Linked DNA regions of Triticum aestivum: region 2 is linked to region 1. A link is a contact called in public HiCAR-type data. All regions are on one chromosome and are shown on one strand. The core of a region is the stretch at or near the end of the contact, and the rest is flanking DNA. Distances in the headings are between cores, read along the strand shown. Region 1 holds the start of LOC123078049 (syntaxin-22). Region 2 holds the start of LOC123078051 (epoxide hydrolase A).

What was found. HiCAR-type assays count read pairs that join an accessible place to other places.
Region 2: a contact with region 1 is called in a HiCAR-type map of leaf, with 3 times the contacts expected there. The contact joins the promoter of LOC123078051 here to the promoter of LOC123078049 in region 1. A contact is called at or near these places in 1 of 5 Hi-C or Micro-C datasets (leaf) and 1 of 1 datasets of contacts at active chromatin or transcription factors (leaf).

Annotation. Positions count from the first base shown.
Region 1 is chr3D:163,114,288-163,117,812 of IWGSC CS RefSeq v2.1, forward strand. It overlaps LOC123078049 (syntaxin-22), which reads right to left and starts at 1,966. Exons shown (of 7, transcript XM_044500438.1): 1 at 1,574-1,966; 2 at 903-996; 3 at 12-151. The coding sequence starts at 1,773.
Region 2 is chr3D:163,443,793-163,447,317 of IWGSC CS RefSeq v2.1, forward strand. It overlaps LOC123078051 (epoxide hydrolase A), which reads left to right and starts at 1,682. Exons shown (of 4, transcript XM_044500439.1): 1 at 1,682-2,215; 2 at 2,310-2,492. The coding sequence starts at 1,919.

The DNA of each region.
Region 1 (3,525 bases), core at 716-3,215:
TAGAATATTACCTCTGTGGTAGACCTGCTTGAGTAATAAAAGGAGCATATGCAGCTTCTCTCTCTACTGCTAATCGTTGAGCTTTCTGAAACTCTTTTAGGACTGCTTGAAAATCCTTTGCTAGCTTCGCATCAGCAATCTTTTTGGTAGGCTGTAGTTTAAAACATGGTCAGAATCACATTGTGTAGAAAATTAACCAGAAGCACATATGAAAGAGCAAATACATCCAAAATAATAAAGCCACAGAGGAATGAAGATGCAAAGATGGAAAACAAATATCAAGTGGAATACCATATATAAGAAATTTGGCTACCACATTTGATCTTTATATTCATGATTCCAGGAATTACTGGCATATTTTGTCATGGAGAGTATGGCACCATGCTAAAAACAATCATGACCACAAATGTCAAGAATGAAGGAAAACATTAGTAGTTATCTGCCAAAGGAGCCTAATTTATTAGCACGTCAGTACAAGACAACTCATATTTGAATACCAAATTGTATTTGAGGATTCCTGTCAAAATACATGAATTGGACAGGTTAATTACCATAACTAAACTCCAAAAGCACAATTGCTTTCTTATGTACTTGCAGAGTGCAAACAGCAAAATAAATTACAGTTCCAGGTTCTGTTTAAGGGACAACGTTACAACAGAACAGATAGTAAGAATCGGCTAGAAAATATTTATTCATTTATTTAAGTTTCTATTATTAATGAACAAAAAATAACATCCAAGCTGAAGTATATGACTAAGAAAAGATGTAAAATCTACACGGTATCACTCATTTCCATGCTCGGACAAAAGGAGGGAAAACAGTACATAAATGCTTCTAAGTTCTAACAATAAAGGAAATATCAAACAGAAATATGTAAGTAGATCAAAGGGATAGACGCATACGGTGGCTTCAAGACGATGATCCGCCTCACTAGCTTGCTTAAGCTTCTCCGATGTATCCTTCACCAGTTGTGTTATGTGTGCTCGTGTCTTGTGTCTGCAAGCAACAGAACTGGTAGTTAGATGGCCTATCGTAGCAATTTGAACAAGAAAGTAAATGCTACCAAAAGAAGGTTAATCAAACGTTTAATAAAGTTAAAAAATATTAAGGGCTATAACACAGCATGACCAAGTTATAAATGATATAAATCACATCAATTTCAGAAGAAAGGGCGCTAAAACATTTCATTTGGTGTCACTGATGATGGGTCAATTCATGTATAGCACATACGGCCTCACCCGGTGATTCACCGAATTAACCTATGCGCGAAGGTTCAGCCAAGGGATGGGCAATTTGACGCCCTGCGCAGTAGGCGAAAAAAAAGGGTTGCAATAAGCCCTAGGCAATCTCTTCTCTGGCATAAAAGATAGTGATTGTTCGCACGCATCCACCAAACAAACATAACCTAAATCGGGATCAGAAATCGAGCCGCGGGATTCTCCTCCAATCCCGCGCACGCTTCGGAAATCGTCACAGCGCCCAACCCGTGATTGCCAAATTCACTCCCTCAGCCGAACCAAAACGATCCTGGAAACGAGGGGAGGGGGGTAGGTAGGGTGAAACGGCGGCTCACATCCTGTCGCGGAGGTCGGGGGTGTCCTTGGGCGTGCCGAGCGTGTTGACGAGGCGCTGGAAGGTGGCGACCGCCGTGTTGATCTGGAAGACGCCCGACGCGACGGCCTGCGACGAGCCGGCGCCGGCCCCCGCCGCCCGGCCGTTCCTCCGCGGCGTCCCGCGGACGCCGTTCCCGGCCTCCAGGTCCTGGAAGCTCATCCCGCCCCCCGCGAATCGACCGATCGGCGGCCGGCTACGGGCGACTCGACGAAATTCCGGGGAGGATTTTGTGGAGGAAGAGGTCGTGGCCGGCCGAAAAGGGGGATTGGTGGGGGCGGGGCTGCTCCGGTGTCACGGTTCGGTTTCGTCTCGTGGAGTTTAATTGGAGATTCCGGGATACGTACTACACTCGTGGGGTAGAGGGAGCCAAGGGAGGTAATTATGCTGTGCTGGTGTTGGGGCCAGGCCAGGTCAGGAGGGAGCTGGTTTTGTCGGGGCGCGTACGCGGCGTGATTCGCACACGGTCGCACACGCCGGCTAGAGGAGCGGGTGGGTCTGCCGATAAACGGGTCGCGGTTAATTAAATATTCTTTTTTAGCAGACACACATTTTTTACACAGAACAGACGCAAGCGCTTGCCTATGAACGCATGGCAAAAAAAAATTCTCTCTTAACCCAGAACAGACGCAAGCGTTGTGGTTTTGAAACGTTTGCGTTCATAGCGAACAAGTTGTTTTGTACACATGGCAAAGAAAAGAAACTTTCTCTCTTAATCCTATGGCAAATTCATTATATTTTTTGTCTTCTAAACATGCAATTTTAGGGCCTTTTTGTAATGCTCCCATGGCAATTTTTATCACTTATTCGCATCAATTTTTTTATTAGGAGCATGGCCTTTTAATTATAGAGCGTGACAAATTTTAGTCTTAAGAGCATGGCATATTTATTTATTTATTATCATGGAAAAATCTTGCATGTGATTTTTATGTTTTCGGAAATGAAATATAAAGCATGGCAAATTATGTATTTTTTAACACTCGATTTCCATGAGCCTTATTTTTCTTAATAGCATGGCAAATTATGAACTGGTCATGGTAAAACTTCAGTGAAAACTTTTTCTTATAAATTAGGGAATGGCAATTGTAAATCTATGTTTTTCTCTGTCTTTTTTGTAGAAGTAAAAAATTGGTTTCCCCTAAAAAATGATTTTTCTATTGATGGCAATTTTTATATAAAAATCAGCTAATTGGGCCTTTGGCCAACCGAGAGGCGGTTGGGGTCGAGCTGGACCCCCACTGGAGCGAACGCTCGAGTGAGAGTGTTTCGTTTGCTGGTTCGATCCTCCCCCAAGTGAACAAATCATTCGCTAGGGGAAACGTACTCAGCTGGCGACCGCCAGATATTAGGGTCCTTTTCTTTTGAGTTGGGATCTCTCTTTTAACTATCTGCTGTTAGGAAGCGATGTCATTTGGATCGAATTGTTTTGTCTTGTATAGTATGATCTTAATTTATAAGAAAAACTTTAAACTAATAATAACATATGTAGGAACGTTGGAATGATTTTAGAATTAGCTTTGAGCCTTTGACCTCATCGAAACTATTTTGTATGTTGTACATGAGCATGTTTATCTCCCCGTTTCAACTATATTCAAGCAGTTTTTTCTCCTAATGTGATTCCACATGATCACCAGGAAAATCATACAGTTTCTTTGTTCCCGGGTTTTTATAACCATCCCTTTTCGAAAAAAAAGGTTTTTATAACCATATTTTCCAAAAAGCCCTTAAGGTCGTGTTTGGCATTGTGATGAATCACAATAATCTCGTCCCATAAATTGATTATACATGTTTTACCATTTAGTTAGTTGCTTCCACATAATTATAAATGAAAGAGAAAACACAAATCGTGTCTTATATACTGGGAAAGTAGAGCGGATATATCAATCAATTGTGATAAAAAAAACATGTTCCTAA
Region 2 (3,525 bases), core at 432-2,931, 330 kb after region 1:
GCGACGGCCTAGACCCATCAGGTCCGTTTTGTGTCCGGGCCGATCCATTTCGAGCGCAAACATGCGTCGGGTTTGGGTCGCGGCGGACAGCGAGCTGACGCGTCGAACATCCGCGTTGGGGCCGCGTGGCAGGCGGCCACCTACCTCTCACCCGCCAACATCAATGCGCACGCGCGGGTGGCCCCACCTGCATCCGCCCAGCGAACGGTCGCCGTCCTTCTTAAATGGGAAGCCGTGGACCCGTCGCCGTCCACACTTCCCACTCCGGCCCTCTCTGCCCCCTCGAAACCCGACACGTCCCAAACCCTAGCCGCTCCCCGTCCTCGAACTCGCCGGCCGGCCGCCTCGCAGCCATGGGGCTATGGAACCACGACCGCAAGGGAAGCACGACCACGAGGCCGGCTTCTCCTCGGGACGCCGCCGCGGCTCCGTGAAAGAGGAGGCCGCATCGCCGCCGCGCACCTCCCGTCGGGCCCCCGCGCCTGCCCCATTCACCATCGCCCCTAGGGCCGCCGGCGAGCGCGACCGGCAGTACCTCAACGCCGACGTATGCCGACGTTATTGGGAGACGCGGACGCCTGTCCCGTGGAGCGACGTCCACCTCCCCAACAACTGGCACCTCTCCGTCGACCGGGTCCCGATCCCGCCGGTCCCGATGAGCGGTCGTGCACGCCGCGATGAGATCGAGCGCCGCCGCCGCCTCCTCCCCGACGACCTCTACTACAACGATAGGTACGTCCCCGACTCCGTGCTCTGGGACACGTGGCTCCAGGACGAGCACGACGTGCGGCGCGCTTCCTACTTCGTCGGCACGGCGTCGGGGCCGCAGCGGCCACGTCGGGAGGTGCGCGGGCGTACGCGGGTGTGCGGCCTCACGCCCACGCCGTCGCCTTCCCATCTCTGTCGCCACCTCCACCTCCTCGCATGACAGCGGAGGAGGAGGCCCGGCTCATGCAACGTGTCATGGAGGACTCCATGAACACGCACGATGAGCGTCAATGGCCGGGCCTCGAGGAGACGATGGCCCTCTCTGCGGCCGGCGACGTCGCCATCCCCGAGCTGGAGATGGTGACGGCGGAGGAGGTGATGGAGGAGGCGTCGGTGGCCGCATTCCACCCGGGCCTGGTGGGCCAGCAGTGGAGCTGGTCGTGCACGGCTCCGGAGATGGCCGACGATGTGGGGCATGAACTGGTGCCCCACGCCGCCGCGGTCACCGGAGCGGGACGCGTCGCCACGGGAGGAGGTGGTGTAGGCACCCGCCGCGTTCCAGCCCGCCCCCGCGTACCACGGACCGCCGGCCCACCTCTGGACGCCGCCGGACTACGTCGACCTCGTCAGCAACGATGACGACACCGACGGTCACTGAAGACGGCGACAGCCACGACATCAACGGGCATTGAAGACGGCGGGCCGCGTTTTTTATTTTGTTTTATGTTAATTATGGCAATGTAACCGTGAAACTGGGCCGTTTTGTGGCCGTGAACCCTAACTTATGTTTTATGTTTTTTATTTGCGTTTATTTTACTTTTTAGGCATTTTATTTAAGTTTTCTATTTATCTTAATCACATCCAACACGTACATGATTTGGGAGTCGTGCGATGGAGTCGGCGTAAGCAACTTGGACCAGTAAATGCATATGCGGCAGTCTTCAAGTCTACGAACGACGAGGAAAGAGAGCCGCGACACCCGGTCCAGTCCAATCCAAGTCCAAGGTGTGCGAAATTTCGGCAAGCTGCCAAAAACTCCTCTTGCCGGCGCCCGTCCGGCCGCCCCACACAAGCCACGAAATTCTCGCCCGCTTAGCCACACAGCCAGCGGTCGGCGACGCACTCGAAGCAGCGCGCGCAAGCTACCCCCAAACCCACCGGATAATCATCCCTTGCGCCGGCCACGAGCGCGAGAGAAGCAGCGGCAGCGATGGAGCCGGAGGGGGTGCGGCACCGGATGGTGGAGGTGGCCAAGGGGGTGCGGCTGCACGTGGCGGAGGCGGGGCCCGAGGACGGCCCCGCGGTGCTGCTCGTGCACGGCTTCCCGGACCTCTGGTACGGCTGGCGCCACCAGATGGCCGCCCTGGCGGCCCGGGGCTTCCGCGCCGTCGCGCCTGACATGCGCGGCTACGGCGACTCCGACGCCCCGCCCTCCGCGGGCTCCTACTCCATCTTCCACCTCGTCGGCGACCTCGTGGCCCTCATCGCCGACCTCGCTCAGCCCCAGGTCTTAGCATCGAACCCGTTCGCCCTTCGAGATCCCCCACGCCGGCCATGCTCCTTGCTAAGATTGCTGTTTCATTCTCGGGCTCGCGTGGCAGGTGTTCGTGGTTGGACACGACTGGGGCGCACTCGTGGCATGGCAGCTCTGCCTGCTCCGGCCGGACCTTGTGCGGGCGCTCGTTAACCTCAGCGTGGCCTACCACCCGCGCAGCTCCGAGGGGAGCCCGCTCCAGGTCATCAGGGCCTTGTGCGGGGAAGACCACTACATGTGCCGTTTCCAGGTGGAGCCCTTCATCTCCTTTCTGTCCTGCTTATGGCAAACATAATCAATGTCATTATGAGTTGTGTTCATCTGTCCTGACGACTTTATTGGATAGGGGTCTGTTTACTGGTCGTGGCAAAACAATTGAACCGGTTCATAGTTGTTGGCATAATTTCGTGTGTTAGACGATTGTCTTCATGGTGGGCTGTTCGTGATGCTTACCAAGGGATCGAACCAAACAAGATTATTCGAACTTCGGAATTCCAGATAGATAACAATGGAGAAATGGTAATAAACAAGAAATATCGGTATATTAGATTGGAGGTTGAGTAGTGTTTTTTTTTCTCCAATACGCCTGGGAGCGTATCATTGCATTGAGTAGTGTTTTTCACTAAGGAAATTGAGTTATTGGTTCAATTGAAATTGGATACTTCGTATTGTCTTTTTTGAAGCTGGTAACTTAACATTATCGCATTCCTGAGATACATAGTAGGTAAAACCATTGTTTCTTGAAATATGCCAAATTTACTTGTTGAAGCTTTATTTTCTATGCAATTACACCTATGTCCTTATCAGGTTAAGAACCCGAGTACCTTAAGTACTATAAATCTTCAGTAACAAACTTTAGTTCTTATTGACATTGTGCTTTTGTTGAAACCCAAAAATTACAATATCGCATTTTCAAGATATGGAGTGTGCAAGGCTCCAAGTAAAAGCATTTTCTTGAAAGACACCATGCTTTGCAAACAACAACACGGATCTTTATCTTTACTCTTATAAAGATTTCACTCGGTGATGGCGGTCTGCTCACTTTCAGGCCACATCACATGTTTGACATGACAAATGCCTGATATGTGAGCAGATGTAGATGATTTGGTCTTGTTTTAATCCATTTTGATCTGTAGCAACACAAGGAATTGAACGTGTATCCGTAAGTATATGGGAAAACATCTCTGTAACAAGCACACAAAAAAATCAGGGAACACACAACATCCCTTTTGCAGAGCTGTAAATAACAATACGGAGTATTACAGTGATTACAGTTAGCCTTA